Linked DNA regions of Sus scrofa: region 1 is linked to region 2. The links are chromatin contacts, called in public Hi-C maps. All regions are on one chromosome and are shown on one strand. The core of a region is the stretch at or near the end of the contact, and the rest is flanking DNA. Distances in the headings are between cores, read along the strand shown. Region 1 overlaps EIF2AK3 (eukaryotic translation initiation factor 2-alpha kinase 3). Region 2 overlaps LOC102164763 (a long non-coding RNA gene).

What was found. A called contact is a pair of places that touch in the nucleus more often than the background predicts.
Region 1: a contact with region 2 is called in a Hi-C map of embryonic fibroblasts, with 2.0 times the contacts expected there. The contact joins two enhancer-like sites. A contact is called at or near these places in 1 of 5 promoter capture datasets (liver), 25 of 47 Hi-C or Micro-C datasets (blood, embryonic fibroblasts, fetal heart ventricle and 11 more) and 2 of 2 datasets of contacts at active chromatin or transcription factors (alveolar macrophages and skeletal muscle).

Annotation. Positions count from the first base shown.
Region 1 is chr3:57,472,097-57,477,901 of Sscrofa11.1, reverse strand. EIF2AK3 (eukaryotic translation initiation factor 2-alpha kinase 3) reads right to left here. Exons shown (of 17, transcript XM_003124925.4): 9 at 4,576-4,796; 10 at 3,929-4,041. Among named protein-coding and RNA genes, the nearest start is that of EIF2AK3, 51 kb to the right of the region's middle. Within about 2 kb of position 1,526, at least 4 of the 83 cell types and tissues checked have an H3K27ac peak or open chromatin away from gene starts, as enhancers often do. A contact at or near this core is called in alveolar macrophages and embryonic fibroblasts, where this site is marked.
Region 2 is chr3:57,407,285-57,412,887 of Sscrofa11.1, reverse strand. It overlaps LOC102164763 (a long non-coding RNA gene), which reads right to left. Exons shown (of 5, transcript XR_001306050.2): 5 at 1,411-1,885. Among named protein-coding and RNA genes, the nearest start is that of EIF2AK3, 14 kb to the left of the region's middle. Within about 2 kb of position 4,262, at least 15 of the 83 cell types and tissues checked have an H3K27ac peak or open chromatin away from gene starts, as enhancers often do. A contact at or near this core is called in alveolar macrophages and embryonic fibroblasts, where this site is marked.

The DNA of each region.
Region 1 (5,805 bases), core at 277-2,776, 68 kb before region 2:
GCATATGAAAGTTCCCAGGCTAGGGGTTGAATCAGATCTGCAGCTGCCAGCCTACACCACAGCCACAGTAACACTGGATCTGAGCTACATATGAGACCTACGCTGCAGTGTTTGTCAATGCCGGATCTTTAACCCACTGAGCCAGGCAGGGACCGAACCTGTATCCTCACAGAGACAATGCCGGGCTCTTCACCCACTGAGCCATGGTGGGAACTCCTAAGTTCTTTTTTAGTCAGAACTCTCTCGAGGAACCAAAGCTATCTGAAATTTGCTGGCATGCCTCACGGGTCACTATGCTCAGCACCAAAGGTATCTGGATGGAAGCTAACTCACATCTGTCACTTACAGATGGGCCTCCTCTTTGTAGTCTATTTCCTCCTTTAGTGCCCGACTCACTGATCTGCTCTGTATATGCCAGATGACTTGCACCCATGGCCTTTCAAAATTTCAGGGCTTTTGCTTCTGCTATTTGCTCTATGAAGTCAGCCTACCTCTTTATATTTATTTACTAAAACTTTATTCTTAGTTCATTCTGCTCATCCACCACCTCTACAAGTCCATGTTGATGTTCTTAGAGCATGACGCATAGAGTACTGTGGACTTCTTAAACTTACTCCCCTCCCAATATTTTAGGTTATTTACACATAGCTTTCTCTCCTTGCTGCCACTGAATAGTGGGGGCCTTGACTGCAGGGAAGCATTCTTTTTTTTTTTTTTTTTCCTCTTTGTATTTCCAAAGCCTGAGCTTACCTGGCAAATAGAAAGTCTGACAGACATCAAATAATGCATGAATTAATAAATGAATGAATGCATGCTATGGAAGTTATTCTTCCAGCCACATGGGGGAGGACTGAATTAGATTACCCTGGGTGTCCCTTAGAAGGCTAAGTTTATTACATTATGACTTGCATACTCTGATTTAGTAGCTGGCTCAGCTGGTTAGAGCACAGTGTTGAGGAGGAAAGACAATAGATCCCAACCCTCCGTGGGCCAATTACCTTCACAGAGAATGAAGAGTAATACTCTGTATCCCTAAAAATAGCTAGTCAAGGTACTTCAGTACAAATCCATCTCCCCAAATGCAAAAGCCCATGAAGTTCAGGTCCTACTCCTGGAGGGCCAATTGAATTATCTTCCTACATTAAAGAAAACACTCTTGTGAAAATGGAAACATCTTTTGAAAAAAAAAAAAAATTAGATATGATGACCGATTCCATAAATTTAAGTTTCGCCTCACCTAAGGACCCAGCTTAGGACTTAAACTCATACCGGAATCCAGAGTTCATGCTCTTAATAATGCCAAGAACACAGTAGGCACTCAACGAACATCGAGTACTATACAGAGCTCCTGCATTTTACAAACAATCAGCTGTTCTCTTCATATTAAAATGAAAGGAAAATAAGTCCAATTCAACTTTAGAGTACATTATTCCAATTCTTTTCACAACAGCCTTACAAATATATATTTATCCACCACAGCCCACTCTTCCCCCATCTCTGCATGTCTCTTACTCATGATTTATGGTTCAATTAAAATGTGACCTCATTTATGACACCCTCTTGAATCATCACTGCCAGAGTCTGTGACTTAGTCATGGCTTTTTTTCTGATATGTTTTTTATGTTTTATCTAGCATCATCTTCCCCTGGAGATGTTAGGCTCCTCTAGGAGCTATGCCCAGTCTTTTTATTTCTCCCAAAGCCTGAGATACTGCCTGCACACAGCTGTTCAGAATAAGTGCTGAATGAACAACAAACAGCCTGGGCAGTGAACTGCTGGTGGAGCTGGTGAACCCCGACTTCTCCCTCCCTCACTGGAGGTATCAGCCACTAATGCATTAGTTAGCATCCTTATCAGCAAGGGCATTAACGCTCTTACCACTTGTAACTCACCTAGTAGATTTTGCTAAGACATACATACAGATTATGGTCGATTCTCAGTTTTTGATGATACAGTATGAATGAAGCTTAGATAAATTAAGTCCACAGGTAATCAAAATAACACACATTTTAGCTGAAATTTTCATTATTTTGATCATAAAACCATTACCCTAGATAGTAAGCAGTAAGGTTCTATACTTTTTCCTTGTCCTCATATCACTACAGTACTAAGTATGATACAAAAACAAAGGGAAGTAGTTCTCTTGTGGCTCAGTGGGTTAAGGATCTGGCGTTGTCACTACTGTGGCCCAGGTTCAATTCCTGGCTGGGAACTTATGAATGCCATGGGTGTGACCAAAAAAGGGGGAGGAGAAGAAGTAGCAATAATCCATGTAATAAGAAAATTACATGGATTGAACCACAGAACCATTTCTCATCCTACAAAGCACCCAAATATGTACACCTGATAGACTGCTAACAGATTTTCTACTTTTATTTCACTTTCAAATTATTTGAAAGGGCTGTTTTTTTGTTTTTTGTCTTTTTGCCATTTCTTTGGCTGCTCCTGCAGCATATGGAGGTTCTCAGGCTAGGGATCGAATTGGAGCTGTAGCCACCAGCCTACGCCAGAGCCACAGCGATGCGGGATCCGAGCCACGTCTGCGACCTACACCACAGCTCATGCCAACACCAGATCCTTAACCCACTGAGCAAGGCCAGGGATCGAACCTGCAACCTCATGGTTCCTAGTCAGATTTGTTAACCACTGTGCCACACTGGGAACTCCTGGGCTGCTTTTTAAGTAACCTAACTCCCTCTTCAGCTTTTATTGTGTATTTATTTGTTTGTCCATTTTTGGCCATACCCTCAGCATGTGGAAGTTCCCAGGTCAGGGATTGAACCTGTGCCACAGCAGTAACCAGAGCCACAGCAATGATAAAAGACCCTCAACCCACTGAGTCACCAGGATCTCCCCAATTCTGCTTTTAAAAATGATCAGTTCTATTAGTGTATTTCTCCCTATTTTTCTACTTCTTACTCTAGGGAGAATAAAGATGAAATAAATAATTGAGGATTAAGTAACACAGGAGATTTATATCATATTCTAGCAACATAATAATTACTATTTGGTATTATTAGTACCAAGCCCAGTACATGGCAGAACCTCAATAACTAAGTTATCTGAATAACAACTCAATTTGGTGGTTGTAATTCTTTTTTCATTTCAGTTTTATTGAGAAATAATTGACATACCCAGGGGCTGTAATTCTAAACTTTTATAACACTCTGTTTCTATCCCTCTTACAAATTACTTTGAATAAGTTTAAGAAATCTGAGGGATAAGTCTGTTTTATTTACCTAGATAGTCACACATTTAAAAAGAAGTGAAACAAGATCTACATTTAGAGGTCATTTCTTCTTCTTTTTTTTTTTTGTCTTTTTAGGGCCGCACCCACGGCATACGGAGGTTCCCAGGCTAGGGGTTGAATCGGAGCTGTAGCCGCTGGCCTACACCACAACCACGGCAATGAGGGACCCGAGCCACATCTGTGACCTACACCACAGCTCATGGCAACGCCAGATCCTTAATCCACTGAACGAGGCCAGGGATTGAACCCACATTCTCATGGACACTAGTCAGGTTTGTTAACCACCAAGCCACGATGGGAATTCGTTCTTCTTTTTCAATACAGTTGGCATACAATATTATGCTAACTACATAATGATTTGACATCTGTACACGTTATGAAATGATCACCATGATAAGTCTAGTAGCCATCTGCTCCTACACAAAGTTACTGCAATGTAGTTAACCATATTCTTTATGCTTTATATTACATCCCTGTGACATTTATTATATAACCAGAGGTTTAAAGCAGATGGTGAATGAACAACTCTTCTATTCTTCATCTATTTCACCCACCACCCCCACCCGCTCTCTTCCAGCAACCATCCGTTTGTCCTCTGTATCGATGGCTGTTTCTTCTTCGATTCAGTTACTACCAGAAGCTACACCACACACATATATTTTATGATAAGAGTCTTACCGTGATACATATCCGGAATTTTTTACGTCATTCCAGTTACTGTCGTTAGCTTCGGCACTTACAGAATCATACTTGTTTTCAGTTTGACACTGAGTTTCAGATTCCTTCCTTTGCTAATAAGGTAGGAGAAATATCACCATCACCACAAAGCTTAATGGAAACTGGGTAACAATCTTAGGCTATAAAATGACATTGACAAATAAGTAATACTGGGAAAAATAAAAGTATAATAAGGACACAAAATACATCATTTGCCTTGTCAAAGGGAAGGGGAATGATCAGGGGAGGGCCAGACTGCGAAGGGCTGAGGAGTGAAGGGGACAAGGACGTGGAAACAAAAGTTTGGGCAACAGTGATTTTATTTATTTATTTATTTTCTTCCTTTCTTTCTTTATTTTTAGGCTGTGCCCGTGGCATGTGGAAGGTCCTGGGCCAGGGATCGAACCCGGGCCAGGGATTGAACCTGTGCCACAGCAGTGACAATGCCAGACACTTAATTTGCTGTGCCACAAGGGAACTCCATGATATTAGAGTAAAACTTAAGTAAATGTGCCCCTTGCCACACTCCCCCACCCCAACACACAGACTCCCAGTTTTCTATGGTTCTAACACTTTGAAAGAAATTAGGTTCTTTAAAAATGTCTTACTCGGTGAGGATGAGGATGGAAGAGTCTGCGCACGATGAAAGTTGTTGCTATGATACAAAAGAGGATGGTCCCAACTATTTCCTTCCACCAGTGCAAAAGGAGCACAGGGTCCTTTTTGCGGATGTTCTTGTTGTAATTCGGGTTGTCGAGAAATCTGACTGTGATCTGCGTGCTCCGTTTGCTCCTTTCCCGCTTGTAGTATGGCAGGTAATAACCATTATCTTCAAAAATAAACATTAGATGTGGTTTAAAATAAACCAATATAAATCCACCTTTAAGTGTTAAAATTATCTAATTCCCTGTCTTATAATATTAATTCTTTTTTCTAAAGTTTCATCTCTTCCTTAGCACATTTCAACACCTTTTTTTACCCTACTTTTTTTTTCTTTCTACACAAATGTTTTCCTTTATTCCATACGCATCATACCTTCTTTTTTTTCCCCTTTTTTCTTTCTTTTTTTTTTTTTTGGCTACCCACAATAATGGAGTTCCCAGCCCAGGGATGGAATCTGAGCTGGAGCTGCAATCTACACACTGCAGTTGCTGCAGTGCTGGAGCCTTAACCTACTGCACTGGGCTGGGGATCGAACCTGCCACTGCAGAGATACCAGGGACCTGTGGCACCACGGCGGAAACTCCACATTTTCTTTCTACTGAATAATAAGACTTAAAAAAACCCTTAAGGGCTACTCCATCCATTATCTCATTAATAATGCAAGAAAGAATTGGTGCTCAAACTCCTTTAAGGATTTTTTTTTGGGTTGATTTTTCATTTATTTATTTTTTATACTGTACAGCATGGTGACCCAGTTACACATACATGTACACATTCTATTTTCGCACATTCTCATGCTCCATCATAAGTGACTGGACATAGTTCCCAGTGCTACACAGCAGGATCTCATTGCTAATCCATTCCAAAGGCAATAGTTTGCATCTATTAACCCCATCAATCCATCCCACTCCCACCCCCTTGGCAACCACAAGTCTATTCTCCAAGTCCATGATTTTCTTTTCTTATGGAAAGGTTCATTTGTGCCGTATATTAGATTCCAGATAACTTTAAGGATTTTAAACTTCATTGTCATTTAGCATCAGTAAAATACCAAATTTTACCATGACTCATTTTTCTCAAGCTGAAAGGAAAACACTGCACCATGCTCTGTGGCTCATTTCAGGCTGTGATATGAGTTTGACATAGAAAGCAGCCTGTCTTTTTATCTTTGATTT
Region 2 (5,603 bases), core at 3,013-5,512:
GGTCATCCAGGACATCTTCCTTATGCAGAAACAATGCTAGCTCTTTGTATGTAAAATAAAAATATTTTTTAAACTAAAAAAAAAAAAAAAAAAAAAAAAAAAAACAGAAAGGGAGTTCCTGCATCATGGCTCAGAGATAAACCTGACTAGTATCTATGAGGATTTGGGTTCGATCCCCGGCCTTGCTCAGTGGGTTAAGGATCTAGCGTTGCTGTGAGCTACTACTCAGCCATAAAAAAGAATAAAATATTGCCATTTGCTGCAACATGAATGAACCTAGAGATGATCATACTAAGTGAAGTAAGTGAGAAAAAGATAAATACCATATGAGATCGCCTATGCAGGGAATCTAAAGTATGATATAGGAGTTCCTGCTGTGGCTCAGTGCTAACAAACCCAACTAGTATCATGAGATGCAGGTTCAATCCCTGACCCCACTCAGTGGTTTAAGGATGTGGTGTTGCCACAGGCTGTGGTGTTGGTCATAGACGAGGCTTGGATCTGACATTGCTGTGGCTGTGGCGATGGCCAGCAGCTGCAGCTCTATTTGACATCTAGCCTGGGAACTTCCACATGCCACAGGGGTAGCCCAAAATAAAAATAAAATAAAATAAATGAACTCATTTACAAGATAGAAACAGACTCACAGACATAGAAAACAAACATATGGTTAACAAGCAGGGTAGGAAAAAATTAGGAGTTTGGGATTAGCAGATTGTCATGAGCTGTGGTGTAGGTCACAGACACGGCTTGGATCCTGAGTTGCTGTGGCTGTGGTGTAGGCCAGCAGCTACAGTTCTGATTGGACCCCTAGCTTGGGAACCTCCATATGCCTTGGGTTCGGCCCTAAAAATACAAAAAAATAAATAAAATAAACAACAGTGTCCTACTGTACAGTGCAGGGAACTCTATTCAATGTCCTGTAATAAGCCATAATGGAAAAGAATATGTCTATACATCTATACACATACACACATACACACACTGAATCACTTTGCTGTGCACCTAAAATTAACACACCTTTGTAAATCAACTATACTTCAATTTAAATAAATAAATAAACAAAAAACTACCTGACATTAAAAAATATATTTCAGGAGTTCCCATCGTGGCGCAGTGGTTAACGAATCCGACTAGGAACCATGAGGTTGTGGGTTCGATCCCTGGCTTTGCTCAGTGGGTTTAGGATCTGGCGTTGCTGTGAGCTGTGGTATAGGTCGCAGACGTGGCTCGGATCCCGCGTTGCTGTGGCTGTGGTGTAGGCCGGTGGCTACAGCTCTGATTTGACCCCTAGCCTGGGAACCTCCGTATGTCGTGAGAGCGGCCCAAGAAATGGCAAAAAGACAAAAAAAAAAAATATATATATATATATATATATATTTTTTTTTTTTTTTTTTCAAAGTAGTAAATGAGAAGAAACAACATGAAGGATTCCTGGGCCCGGGGACATGCAGTGAGTCACCACAGCTCAAGGCAAGAGCTCTGACACTTGCTCATGACAGAGTTTTCATCCATTGGTCCCATGGATGGAGTTTTTTTTAAGTCCCCTCAACTCACCTGTCCAACCAACTCACATAAATCCCACTGTCTGAGAGACCCATGTTGCTCAGTGAGGGTTGTTGCACTGTGAATGCTGAATTGTGAAAATGTAGAATAATAACACTGCTGATCATAAAGCCAGAGTGTCTTAGATAAACTCAGGAAAATAGATTTAGGTGAAAGCTAAAGAAGTTATTAAACACTGAGTAATTTATCCAGGAAGCTACTGAAGTTTCTTCCTTAGATATCTTTAAATACACAATAAAATAAATTTCCAGCTAAATATCAACTTCAAGAGGGCTTTTCTGGGTGCCTCCAGTCCTAAAGCTTCTTATTCTCTCAAGACCTGAAAAGTAAAAATAGAAAACAGGATGTGACTTTCAGTTATAATTTTGATGCCATTTTGGCACTTTGTTATTCCTTCACCTTTCACGTTCTGAAGCTCAGAGACTGAGATTAGGAGAATAAATGGCTATTATCTTCATTCATCAGTTTTCAGAAAGGTTTAAAACTTCTGGGACTGTAGTTAGAAGCAGCCCAGGAAATAACACTATTAAATTTCAGTCTTGCTTTACCCACTGTCATACTGTGTCACTATGGCCAGCTCCTGACCTTTTAATGCTCCATCTCCTGCTCCTTCTCTTCCCTCTCTCTTCTTTTCATATCACTTGTACATTTTTTTTTTTTTGGTCTTTTTGTCATTTCCCTGAGGCATATGAAGGTTCCCAGACTAGGGGTCTAATTAGAGCTACAGCTGCCGGCTTACATGAGAGCCACAGCAACCCTGGATCCGAGCCTCCTCTGCGACCTACCTACGCCACAGCTCACGGCAACACCTTAACCCACTGAACAAGGCTAAGGATGGAACCCGCATCCTCACAAACACTATGTCAGTTTCTTAACCTACTGAGTCACAACAGGAACTCCCTATTTTTAACCATTTTTTATTGTAGTATAATTAATTTACAATGTTGTGTTAGCTTCAAGTGTATACTAAGTGATTCAGTTAGATACACACGCACAGACACGTAAATTCTTTTTTGAATTCCTTTTCATTATAGGTTATTAAAAGATATTGAATATAGATCCTGTACTATATAGTAGGTCCTTGTTTTTTATCTCAGTTGTGTATTTATTTTGATAAAACCAAGGCACAAATGGTATCAGGGATAGACGTTAGTTTACCTTTCAGTTATCTCTTAATGTGTACAGTAGGAAAAATAAACATACTCCCCACCTCTATTCCATGGTAATAACAGAATAATTCCCATTAAATTTATGGAATAAAAATTAATAAATATTAATAAATGCATAGAATAATTCCCATTAATTTTCTTACTAATCAATGCAGTTGGTCAGAGAGAAGGCTGCTGAAAAAAAGTTTGAATTAGAAGAGTAATTCAATGTTCACACTATTGATCATGAGTCACTAAGTGTCATTTTCCTGAGTATAACAGAAACAACCCTGGGAGTCAGAAAAGAAAGAATCAGAGATAATCCTGACAGTCCCTCCAACCCAAAGGTCACTTGGCTTGACATTTTCATCTACTTGCATTTGCATTTCTTTTCTTTCTTTCTTTCTCTCATCTTTCTTTTTTAAAATTATTTATTTATTTATTTATTTTGCTTCACGGGCCACACCCGAGGCATGTGGAATTTCCCAGGCTAGGGGTCGAATCAGAGCTGCAGCTGCTGGCCTACACCACAGCCACAGCAACACCAGATCCAAGCCGCATCTGCGACCTACACTACAGCTCCTGGCAACATGGATCCTTTACCCACTGAGTGAGGCGAGGGATCGAACCCACATCCTCATGGATACTAGTCGAGTTTGTTACTGCTGAGCCACAACAGGAACTCCCTCTATTTGCATTTCTAATCCGTGCAGGTTAGCTCTTCCTTGGCAGCTTGGACTCAGGGTCACCTGTCCATTGTCTTGAAGCACTGTAGGTCCAGGCTGCCCCCAGCCCAGGTACAGCCCCTCCAGTTATCCACTGTCTCCTCAACATCCATGCACCACCAGGCACATGGTAGGCTGTCAATAAATATTAGTGAAATGACCAGTAAATAAATGCATGTCTAAATGAGCACTCTTTGCCTGTACTTGTTCTACAGTTGAGGTTGTGGAGGGCTCCTCCCTTCTCTGAGTACTAACTTTAAAGAGCCTCCAGGAACAAAAGGAGTCACATACACATTTTGAGGGAAATGATGGTCATCATGGCTGGGCTGATGGTCATCAGCCTGCTAAGTTTCTTCCTCTGGTCCATCCTTAGGAACCCAGGCTTCCTCTCTTGCCACTGTACTTTAAGGTAAGAAGGTGTTCTTTATTCTTCCTCTCCCAGCAGGCTGCAGCTTCCTGAAACCCTCTACTTTTTAAATTTTTAAAATTCTTTTATCTTTTAGGGCTGCACCTGTGGCATATGGAGGTTCCTAGGCTAGGGGTCTAATCAGATCTGCAACTGCCAGCCTATACCACAGCCACAGCAACACCAGATCCAAGTCTGCAACTTTGTTGGTTCTTTAACCCACTGAGCCAGGCCAGGCATTGAACCATGGTCCTCATGGATACTCTCTGGGTTCTTAACCTGCTGAGCCACAAGGGGAACTTCCCTTCTTCTATTTTGAAAGCGGCTTCCTTGCAGCTCCTGAATTCCAGAAGCAGAGGATGTGTGCTTACACTAAGCTCTTCCTATTGGCTTGGTGATGAGGCTTGCAGTAGTATGACTGTCACCTGATTCTGGAGGCCAGCCCCTGTTTCCCTCAGAGAGGCCAACACTGACTCAGATATGTGTCTGTTTTTCTGAAAGGCCAGGGCAGATGTGGTGCGGGCTGGCTGCTAGTGGGTTGGTGCCGGAGGATCTGTGCTTTCTTGACCAGTTTATTCTGGGAGAACTGGCAGAAGCTCAAAAGTCAAGCTGAGAGAGAGGCTGTGCAGTGAAATAATGTTCAGCTTCTTCCCTCAACCACCTCCCTCATGGCCATCTTCCTCTTGGCTAAATCAGGGAACACCTGCCCTTTAATAAGAAAACCTTCATCTTAGTTCTGAAAAAGAAGGCAAAAAGGGCAGTGTCTACAGACACACAGCTATGACCTCCCACATTCCTCAGAATTGTTTTTTTATTTTATTTTTTATTATTTATTTATTTATTGTCTTTTTGCCATTTCTTGCGCTGCTCCCTCAGCATATGGAGGTTCCCAGGCTAGGGGTCCAATCAGAGCTGTAGCCGCCAGCCTATGCCAGAGACACAGCAATGCGGGATCCAAACTGAGTCTGCAACCTACACCACAGCTCACGGCAACGCCAGATCCTTAACCCTCTGAGCAAGGTCAGGGATCGAACCCGCAACCTCATGGTTTCTAGTCAGCTTCGTTAACCTCTGAGCCACGATGGGAACTCCCAGAATTGCTTTTTTAAGTTAAAAGGCCCAGAGCTCCCATTGTGGCTCAGCGGTAATGAACTCGAATGATGTCCATGAGAATTCAGGATCAATCCTTGGCCTTGCTCAGTGGGTTAAGGATCCAGTGTTGCTGTGAGCTGTGGTGTAAGTCAAAGATGAGGCTCAGATCCTATGTTGCTGTGGCTGTGGTGCCGGTTGGCAGCTGCAGCTCGATTCAACCCCTGGCCTGGGAACTTCCATATACTGCACAAGCAGCCCTAGAAAAAAAAAAAAGAAAAGAAAAGAAAGGAAAAAAAAAAAAGTTAAAAGCCCAAGCACCTCATGAACTTGAATGTGTACCAGGTAACTAGCAATAGGCAGCTCAGCAGGGAGGAGCAGAGATAACCCCCACGTAAGGGATCTTTGAAGATGAGAGACTCTTCCCTTTGAAAGGGAACTTTTCAAGGTAGCAACCTTATCACATGAAAGAGCATCTTGAGCATCTGCTCCACTCTAGTCCAACCCTGACTGTATCACATCATGTTGCAGGTATTTGGGTGTATTTCTCAGCCTCTGGCAATACCAAAACTTTTTTTTTTTTCTTTTCTCTGATGGTTAAAAGAGGAAATGCTACTTGGTCCTCTGCAAAACCAAAGCATATAAATAACCCAAACCAACAAGGCAGGA